Regions from separate parts of the Mus musculus genome. Here region 2 is linked to region 1. The links are chromatin contacts, called in public Hi-C maps. All regions are on one chromosome and are shown on one strand. The core of a region is the stretch at or near the end of the contact, and the rest is flanking DNA. Distances in the headings are between cores, read along the strand shown. Region 1 holds the start of Eid2b (EP300 interacting inhibitor of differentiation 2B). Region 2 holds the start of Zbtb32 (zinc finger and BTB domain containing 32).

The links. Hi-C and Micro-C count contacts between places; a contact is called where the count stands out from the background.
Region 2: a contact with region 1 is called in a Hi-C map of B cells, with 5 read pairs. The contact joins the promoter of Zbtb32 here to the promoter of Eid2b in region 1. A contact is called at or near these places in 3 of 39 promoter capture datasets (cranial neural crest, hippocampal neurons and liver) and 1 of 484 Hi-C or Micro-C datasets (B cells).

What each region holds. Positions count from the first base shown.
Region 1 is chr7:28,275,425-28,279,359 of GRCm38.p6, forward strand. It overlaps Eid2b (EP300 interacting inhibitor of differentiation 2B), which reads left to right and starts at 2,282. Exons shown (of 1, transcript NM_001177427.1): 1 at 2,282-3,935. The coding sequence starts at 2,357. The coding sequence ends at 2,812.
Region 2 is chr7:30,590,953-30,594,887 of GRCm38.p6, forward strand. Zbtb32 (zinc finger and BTB domain containing 32) reads right to left here and starts at 1,990. Exons shown (of 6, transcript NM_021397.2): 1 at 1,960-1,990; 2 at 105-1,013. The coding sequence starts at 916.

The DNA.
Region 1 (3,935 bases), core at 1,032-3,531:
CACACACGTGTACATACACATTCACACAAAAGTACATAAGCACACACCTATAAATAAAAATAACACATTTTTAAAAAGAAAGCTTGTTGAATTTTGTCAAAGGCCTCCTCAGGTTATGAACATAACAGACATGGTACAACTTGTAATCCCAGCAGCAGCAGGGAGCAGCAGGGAGCAGCAGCAGCAGCAGGGAGCAGCAGGGAGCAGCAGCAGCAGCAGGGAGCAGCAGCAGCAGGGAGCAGCAGGGAGCAGCAGGAAGGTGCTAACTTGGAGGACAACTTGTGCTCTGTAGCAAGACCCTGTTTCAAAACCGAGAATCTACAGATGCCATCCTAGGTTATGTCAGATGCACCATGACGAATTATGGGATCATGTTGAGACTAACACAGCATGGTCTTTATATTCTTTTCAATTTTACTAACAAGCTTTTTTGTGTGTATGACAGGGTCTCACTGTGTGTAGCCCTAGATGGATTAGAACTCTATGTAGACCAGGGTGACCTTGAACTCACAGAGCTCCTCCTGCCTCAGCCTCAAGTGCTGATTGAGCCCAGAGCAGCACCACTGAGCTACACTCCCAGGCAGTACGAGTGCATCTCCCACAGTATATACATAGTGCCAGAAGACAGCTTGCAGGAGTTGGCCTTCCTCCCACTCTGTGGGTCCAGGGGATGCAACTGAAGACATCCTCAGCATTACCTGCTGAGCATCTCGCTGGTCCTCTAACCCTAGGCTTATTTTTACTTTGAGTCATGGTCTTAGTTGCCCAGACTGTCCTTGAAGTCTGTAGCCCAGGCTACCCTTGAACTTTTTCGGCATTGGACACCTAGGTAGCTGGGGTTACAGGCTTGAGCTCCAGATGCGAGTGTTGGGGACAGCATTGACAGGTTGGAGACATGTGGCCTCTGGGTTCCTCAAAGGCACGAGAAGGCAGGTGCAGAGTTGATTACGTGGCGGAGATACAGCTGCATTTCAGACTCTTAGCACACTTTTCACATTAGCCCAGGCTGGCCTAGAACTTGCCAAGTAGCCCAGGACGAACATAATCTCATCTTCCTGCCTCTACCTCCCAAAGACTGGGATTGCAGCTGTGCTCCACCACGGGTAGCCCTCTTGTTTTCTGAGATTATCGACAGGCAGTGGCCACCCTAGGAGATTCAACAGTGTATTACACTCAAGTAAGGGAAGTGCTGCCACTGCGTGGGGGAAAGAGGCATGGAAGTGCCGAGAGAAACGGCTACACCAACCGTAACGAGCAAAAATGAAGAAAATATGCCAGCAAGATGGATCACTAGGTAGAGGCATTCACTTGCCAAACCTGACAACCTGAGTTTGGGTCCACATGGTAGGATGGAACTGACTCCTAAAAGTTATCTTCTGATCTCCATACACCTGCCGTGGCTCGAACTCGTGTGCGCACTCAAAGCTAAATGTGACACAGAAGCCAGAGTAGAGCACAACTGACTAGCACCTTGAGTTCAATAAGGTTGGAAGGAGAGAAGGCCACGACGTTGACCTTGACCTCCACAGCTGCACGGTTCCGACTTACACAGACACACTAAAAAACAGTCCGGAGATTAAAAGCACTTTTTCTTTCAGACAACCCAGGTTCAGTTCCCAAAACCTGTGTGGTAGCTCAAAACTACCTTGCTTCCTCCCTCCCCACCTTTCCTTCCCCCTCCCCTCTCTCTCTTCTCTGTCTCTCAGATAGGGGTCAAACCCAAGACCTTACACCCTAGGCAAGTTCTCAGCCACTGAGCTATCTCTAGCCCAGTTCACAAACACCCTGGAACTCTAGTTACCGATACCGTCTTCAGATTTTCTTAGGATCCAGACACACATATGGCTTACATATACAGATATGTAACAAAACATCCATATATGTGTTTGTTTGTTTGTTGAGACGGGGTTTCTCTGTCCTGGATCTGGCTCCAGAGATCCACCTGCTTCTGCCTCCGGAGTGCTGGTATTAAAGGCGTGCGCCGCCACCACCGCTAATTCCAGTTTTCTGGAGGCAGAAGCAGGCAGATCTGAGTGTATATATGAGTTCCAGGCCAGCCAAATGTACATGGACGCTGCCTCAAACAAGGCAATAAAATAATAATAATAATAATAATAATAATAATAATAATAATAATAATAATAATAATAAATTAAAGTATGTGATGCCGCCCCTGCTGGTTCAGAACTTGAGGCGGCCGTGGCGGTAATGGCACATGGCACCCCTAGAGGGCGATAGAGGTCCGGGCACCCGTCCTTGCGCAAGCACTTTTGTTTTCCAGGGCGCCGAGGCCCGCGCATGCGCACATCTTCACGCTGCCGCCGGAGCCGGTGCTTCTGAGGATTCAACGGTGGCAATGTCCGAGCTTCCCGGAGAGAGCAGGATCCCGGACCTGAGCCCCATGAACGGCGTCGGCGACGTCCTGCAGGTGGGACTGGGCGGAGGCAGTCCGGTCCCCGAAGCCCAGGAAGACCCGCTGGCCACAGCCTCCCAGCCCATGGCGCCGGCCCCGGGCCTGGCTCCCGGGCAGTTCCCCGGCGTGGCGGGCCTGATGGCGATCCCGCACGTCCACGCGCCGCTCCTCCTCCTAGAGCTGTACGAGCAGCGGATGTTCCAACACTATCTGCACACCAACCCCCTGATCCCCACCAGGCTGCTCCACGAAATCGAGGAGCGCCGCCGGCTGTTCGTGGAGGGCTGCAGGGCCAGGGAGGCGGCCTTCGACGCCAACCCCCCGCAGATGGACTCGCACGCCCGCGCCTTCATGCTGGCGCTCACGGCCTCCGACGCCCGCGGCCCCAACGCCGACTGAGGGGTGGCCTTCACCTATAACCTCCGAGGAAGGAGGCCGGAGGACCGGACTTCAAGGTCATCCTCCGCCATGTAGCGAGTTGGAGGCCAGCCTGGGCTACAGGAGACTGTCTTTTAAAAATAAAAAATAAAAATAAAAGATTGGTGGCCAGGAAGTCAGGTGACTCCTAGAATCAAGGGCAAAGGCAGATGTCTGGGCAAATGTCATGAGGTGGGGAATCCATGCCAGAATCCAGCCGTGGGCAGGGTGGAATGAAGCAGGCCGGGAGAGAGAAGGGCACTTGAGGCTTGAGGCTGACAAGCAAAGAGGACTCTTCTGACTTCCACCTTGTGACTGTCAGCAATCTTTCCCTCCCCTGCATTTGTTGAAAATCATGGTTGCTTCACTGCGAAGGACGATGGTTTTGCAAAGATGAAGTCTAAGAAATATCAATGAAAAAGACCATAGAAATCAGCGGAGATGCGGGAAGAAACCAGGGGATGTGCTTGCTAGATTCTGTTCCTCCCGGGTTTTACTGAGTAAGAAGAAAGCTGTAAACCACTTGGACATTTCAGAATTGAGGGTCGTCCCATCGTCAGCTGACAAGATCCATGTATCGTTACTTCTTGTGTTTGATGTTCTGTAGACGAGTTGTAAATATTCAGATAGGGAAAACCATGTATGTGTTGTGAGATGAATATTTTTCCAGACCTTGTGTAGTTGTAACCATGCGGAAATAGATGAGTGATTATTTAAATAATACAGACACAAGACTCAAATTCTGCAAAAGATACTATGGGAAGTTAAACTTATCTGCCAAATTGAAAATAGGTATCCATACAGATTTGTGTTTTCTGTAGGGTTTTTCAAACAGATTTTATAAGGCATATATGAACTGGTACCAGTCTAGTTATCCCCCAATCTTGGGTGCTGAGGATGGACCCCAAGCCTTCTTGCCCTGCTCCCATTCCTTCTGAATCAAGGTAGGGTAGGGTTTTGGCTCAGTGGTTAAAGGTGTCTGCTGCTAAGCCTTATTACTGAATTTGATCCCTGGACCCAAGAGGTGAAGGTGGAAGAATCCACACCCATTTCCTCCAAGCACCACTGGTGCACATCCACGTGCAATGTAAACAAATCTACATAG
Region 2 (3,935 bases), core at 740-3,239, 2.3 Mb after region 1:
CTCTAACTCAGGAAATGTACACTGAACCCTTCCAACCATCACTGCTGCCTCTCCGGAGCCACTCCCTCCCTGCCTAGATGTCCTCCTTTAAGCCTCTCACTCACCTCTGATCTTGAGGCCGGACCTGCCAGGCCGCAGTGATGGGGGTACTATGGGAGAAGGGAGCACCGTATCTGGAGGGCCACAACAAGATGCTCCACAAGGCCGACTGGCCCTCCCCCAACCTAGGGACTTCAGCCCACCAGGGCCTGGGAATGAGGCTAGTTAGGAGGGAACCTGGTGGGGAAAGGGGATCAGGGCACCCACGAAGACTCTCCTCAGAGCCCTTGTGGCTCTCGATACCTCGCATGACCTCCTCTGAGCTCATCATCCTAGTTGCTCCTGCCATCTCAGGCCTCTCTCCGGGTGCTTTATGCTTGTGTGACATCTCCTGTTCTCTCCCATTACTTCTAAAATCCTTCTCTGGCTTCTGTTTCTCTCCAGGACTCCCAAGTCCTCTCTCAGAGCCCCTCATGAAGTCTTCTGATTGCTGGTGCCTCTTCAGTCCTGGATCCAGCTCATCTTCATCCTTGCCCTTTTGAGCTCTCTGACAGGCCTCTTCCAAGGCCTGTACCCCCAAGGCTTTGGCTGCCTCTTCAAGGTCCCCCAGCTCCCCAGGCTGTAGCTCTATACTCTCTCCATAGACAAAGGTCAGAATCTGAGCAAAGGTGGAAGGGCTTATGTCTTCAACCAGAGCCCACCGGCCCCTGCAGCCAAGCCTTGGGCTTGCACCTGCCAGCACTAGGCTGTGAGCCGGGAACTCCAGGCCCCCTACTGTGATCAGGGTATCACACAGTGCTGGCCGGAGTCTAGCCGCTAACTGTACCAACCTATCAGAGCCATATGGGCTGATTAGTCTTGTGGGGGTCTGGGGCATTGTTCCTGGCTAATCTACCAGTTTCACAGGCTCTGAGAGGAAAGCCACAATGGGGGATCCATGATTGAAGTGGGAGAGAAACCGCATACTCTCTGGCCTGTGAAGGGGAAGGGAGAAAGAGTGAGTGTCTGGGCTCAGATTGGTGCTGTCTGTCCTGAATGAATCAAATAAACTAAGCCAAAGGCCAGCTGTGGGGATGCCACACTAGGAGAATGCACACTGGGCCAGAGGTTAGGTTTGGGGCCTGAAGAACGACAGCCAGGCAGTTAGCAGAGGTATCAGATAGTGGGTTTAGGGCTGGTATAGTTAGCAAACACCCAGCTTAAGGAAGGTTTGGCTTCCCCAGGCTCTTTTGCAGGGAAAGCCTCTGAACAGCCTGGCCTTTTCCACACTTTGCATCAAACCTGGCATTTATGAATGGAGGAAGATGCGACCTCATGAGAGAGCTCAGACAGCTTTTGGGTCCTCCCCCAACATGAGCCCAGAAAGCCAGAGAAGGCATCAAGACAGCTCACATGGCAGGACAAAAGACTCTTAAGGCGTCACACAATTGTCTCTGCAAGACTGAAGCTTCTAGAATACACCCTCTGAGAAGGGATTGGAAAAGAGCAGAGATCTCCATCCAGTGGGTTAAGGGAGTCACACAAGAGTTTTAGAGAAGGCTTTGATGCCTGAGGAAGTGAAAGAAAGGAAAAAGAGACTGGGGAAAGGGAAGCTACTTCCTCTCACAAGGAGGATAAAGAATGGTTGAGTTCTGTTTTTCATAAGCCAAAAGACTAAGACTCAGAAAGTGCTCAACAAGTCAAGACTTTAATCACACATCAAAACCATCATGACACAGAGAGAGATAGCCTGCGAGTCTTAGCATCCTGCAGGCCTAGCTCGGTGTGGACCCTCCATGAGTAAGCAGCATGGTGGGGGAGGCAGAGAGAGGAATGAGGAACTACTTAGACACCTTGGAGTGAGGGATGCAGGGTGGCAGGAAGTAGAAAGAAGGTTGGAATGGAGGAAAAGCACAGCTGGGGAGAGGGATGGTAACTCACCTCTGTAGCTGCCTCCTAGTACCGCATGCTCACTACTGCTCCTGGGGTTCCTGCCCACCTACCCCCAGTTAGCTCCACCCCGTCCTCAGTCATCCCAAGTATTAGTCTGCCACAGTCCCCTAGAGGGGTGTGGCTTACTGTCTCTGCTTAGGACCTATAAGAGAGGCTACAGATCTACTTTTAACAACCCGGACTGCCTTGCCTCCTCAGTCTAATTCACTTGTGAGTTCTGTAGAGTCAAAGATGTGAACCTGTGGTGACAGGGACTTTGGGATAGTCAAGAGTTGAAGCCTCATCTCTGCCATTTACTAGTTGAGTCACCTTGGGCACGTCATCCCTCCCTCAGTCACCTCATGCATCAAGTGTCATGGTCTCGTCCAGAGGTGGGGGTGAAAATGAAGTGCCATGCATGAGGAAGCAGTCTGTGAGCACAACACAGCATTCAGCTGCTATTAGTTCTACATCCTGGAGGTGGCCATAGCAAGGAGTAGCTGGAAAAGCACTTGTGATACCTCAGAAGTGTAAGCATAGAAACACAGAATGGGAAGCAGCAGGCAGAGGAAAAGCCAAGGCTCCTCCTTTCCCTGGCTTAGTTCATCAGGCCCCCCTTCCTCTATGAGACTGACCCTTGTCCTCTGGACCACAGCAAAGACTAGGTGTGTGTGACTCAGATCCTCCCAGCAGACTCTGAGGGGGGCAACCCCAGGAAGCCTGTGGTGGTCTTCGAAGAGAAAAATCTCCTTTTCTTGGGCTGATGACAAATGACATTTCTCTGAAATCAAAACCAGGGGTTTCTTTCATTTTCTGCTCAAGGGGTCAAGGTCCCTAGAGATTTCCACCTCTTTTGACACCTTTAGCGCCCCCCCCCCATATGTCTTCTTCCTGTGTAGCTCAGGCTGGTCTTGAAATCTCTATCATCCTGTCTCAGCCAGTGCCACCACGCCCAGTTTTGATACTCTTTAAATTGAGGAAGGGATAAAAAGCCTTTGAAACTCAAATTTGTTTGTTTCCTTTTAATTTATTTTACTTATGTTTTGTTTTTTACCATTCTACCAATCTGATCCTAAGCTGCTCTTCTCATTCATGGCAGGTGTCTAATCTGTCATACATATGGAGTAAATACGGAGAGGAGAGACAGGCCAGACATTGGCTGGGCTGCTGTGGTGCCAGAATGAGCTGAGTCCCCTGAGGTTTCTCCCTAGCTTCTGGCCCCTCCTCGAGCCAATAACGAACAGTCAGATCTGTTTTTCCCCCTTGGCTCCAGGACTCCAAGATGTTCAGTCCAGCCTTCTATTACTCTATCCCTCCAGACCTAGGATGCCTTCCCTCCGATTCTAGCTTGGGTGCAGGCAGGTGGCGACCCTCCTAGATCAGACAGGGTGTGTCGGTGGGTGAGGCTGGTGAAGGGTTAGTAGGGTGGAGATAGGGGAAGATGAGTCAGAGCGAAAGGGAAAATGCAAATGGAACCCTGTGTTCATCTGCTCCTCTGAATGTTAAATATTTTCCACTTCTGAGCTTTCTAATTCCTAACATCATGCACTTGGGATCATACTAGATACTGCTATGTAAAAGGCATACTAAATGCCAGCCCTTCTGATAAATGTACAAACAGATACAAGCCTTCCTCCAACACAAAAACACAGTCTCTAAAAACAAGAAGTGGGGCAAAGTTGTAGCGGGAAAGGCACTGGGGTCTGACAGCAGCCGCATCACCCAATGGAAGAAGTCCCTCCCTTCTGCCAGTGACTCAGCTGCCCCACTAGTATGCTTCACCCACTGATGACCAAAAAGTAGGGACCACTCAAAGATAGTCTGTGAGGACTGACAGTAGGCTTTCAGAGCACTGAGGAAAGAGCCAGGGGGTTCCCCAATGAGTAAACAAAAGGCCCTGAAGAATAGGAAACCCCATTTTGCCTCCCACTTCCCACTTGGTGTCTTCCCACAGTAAGGTTATCCCTTACAGAGAGAGGGGGGGG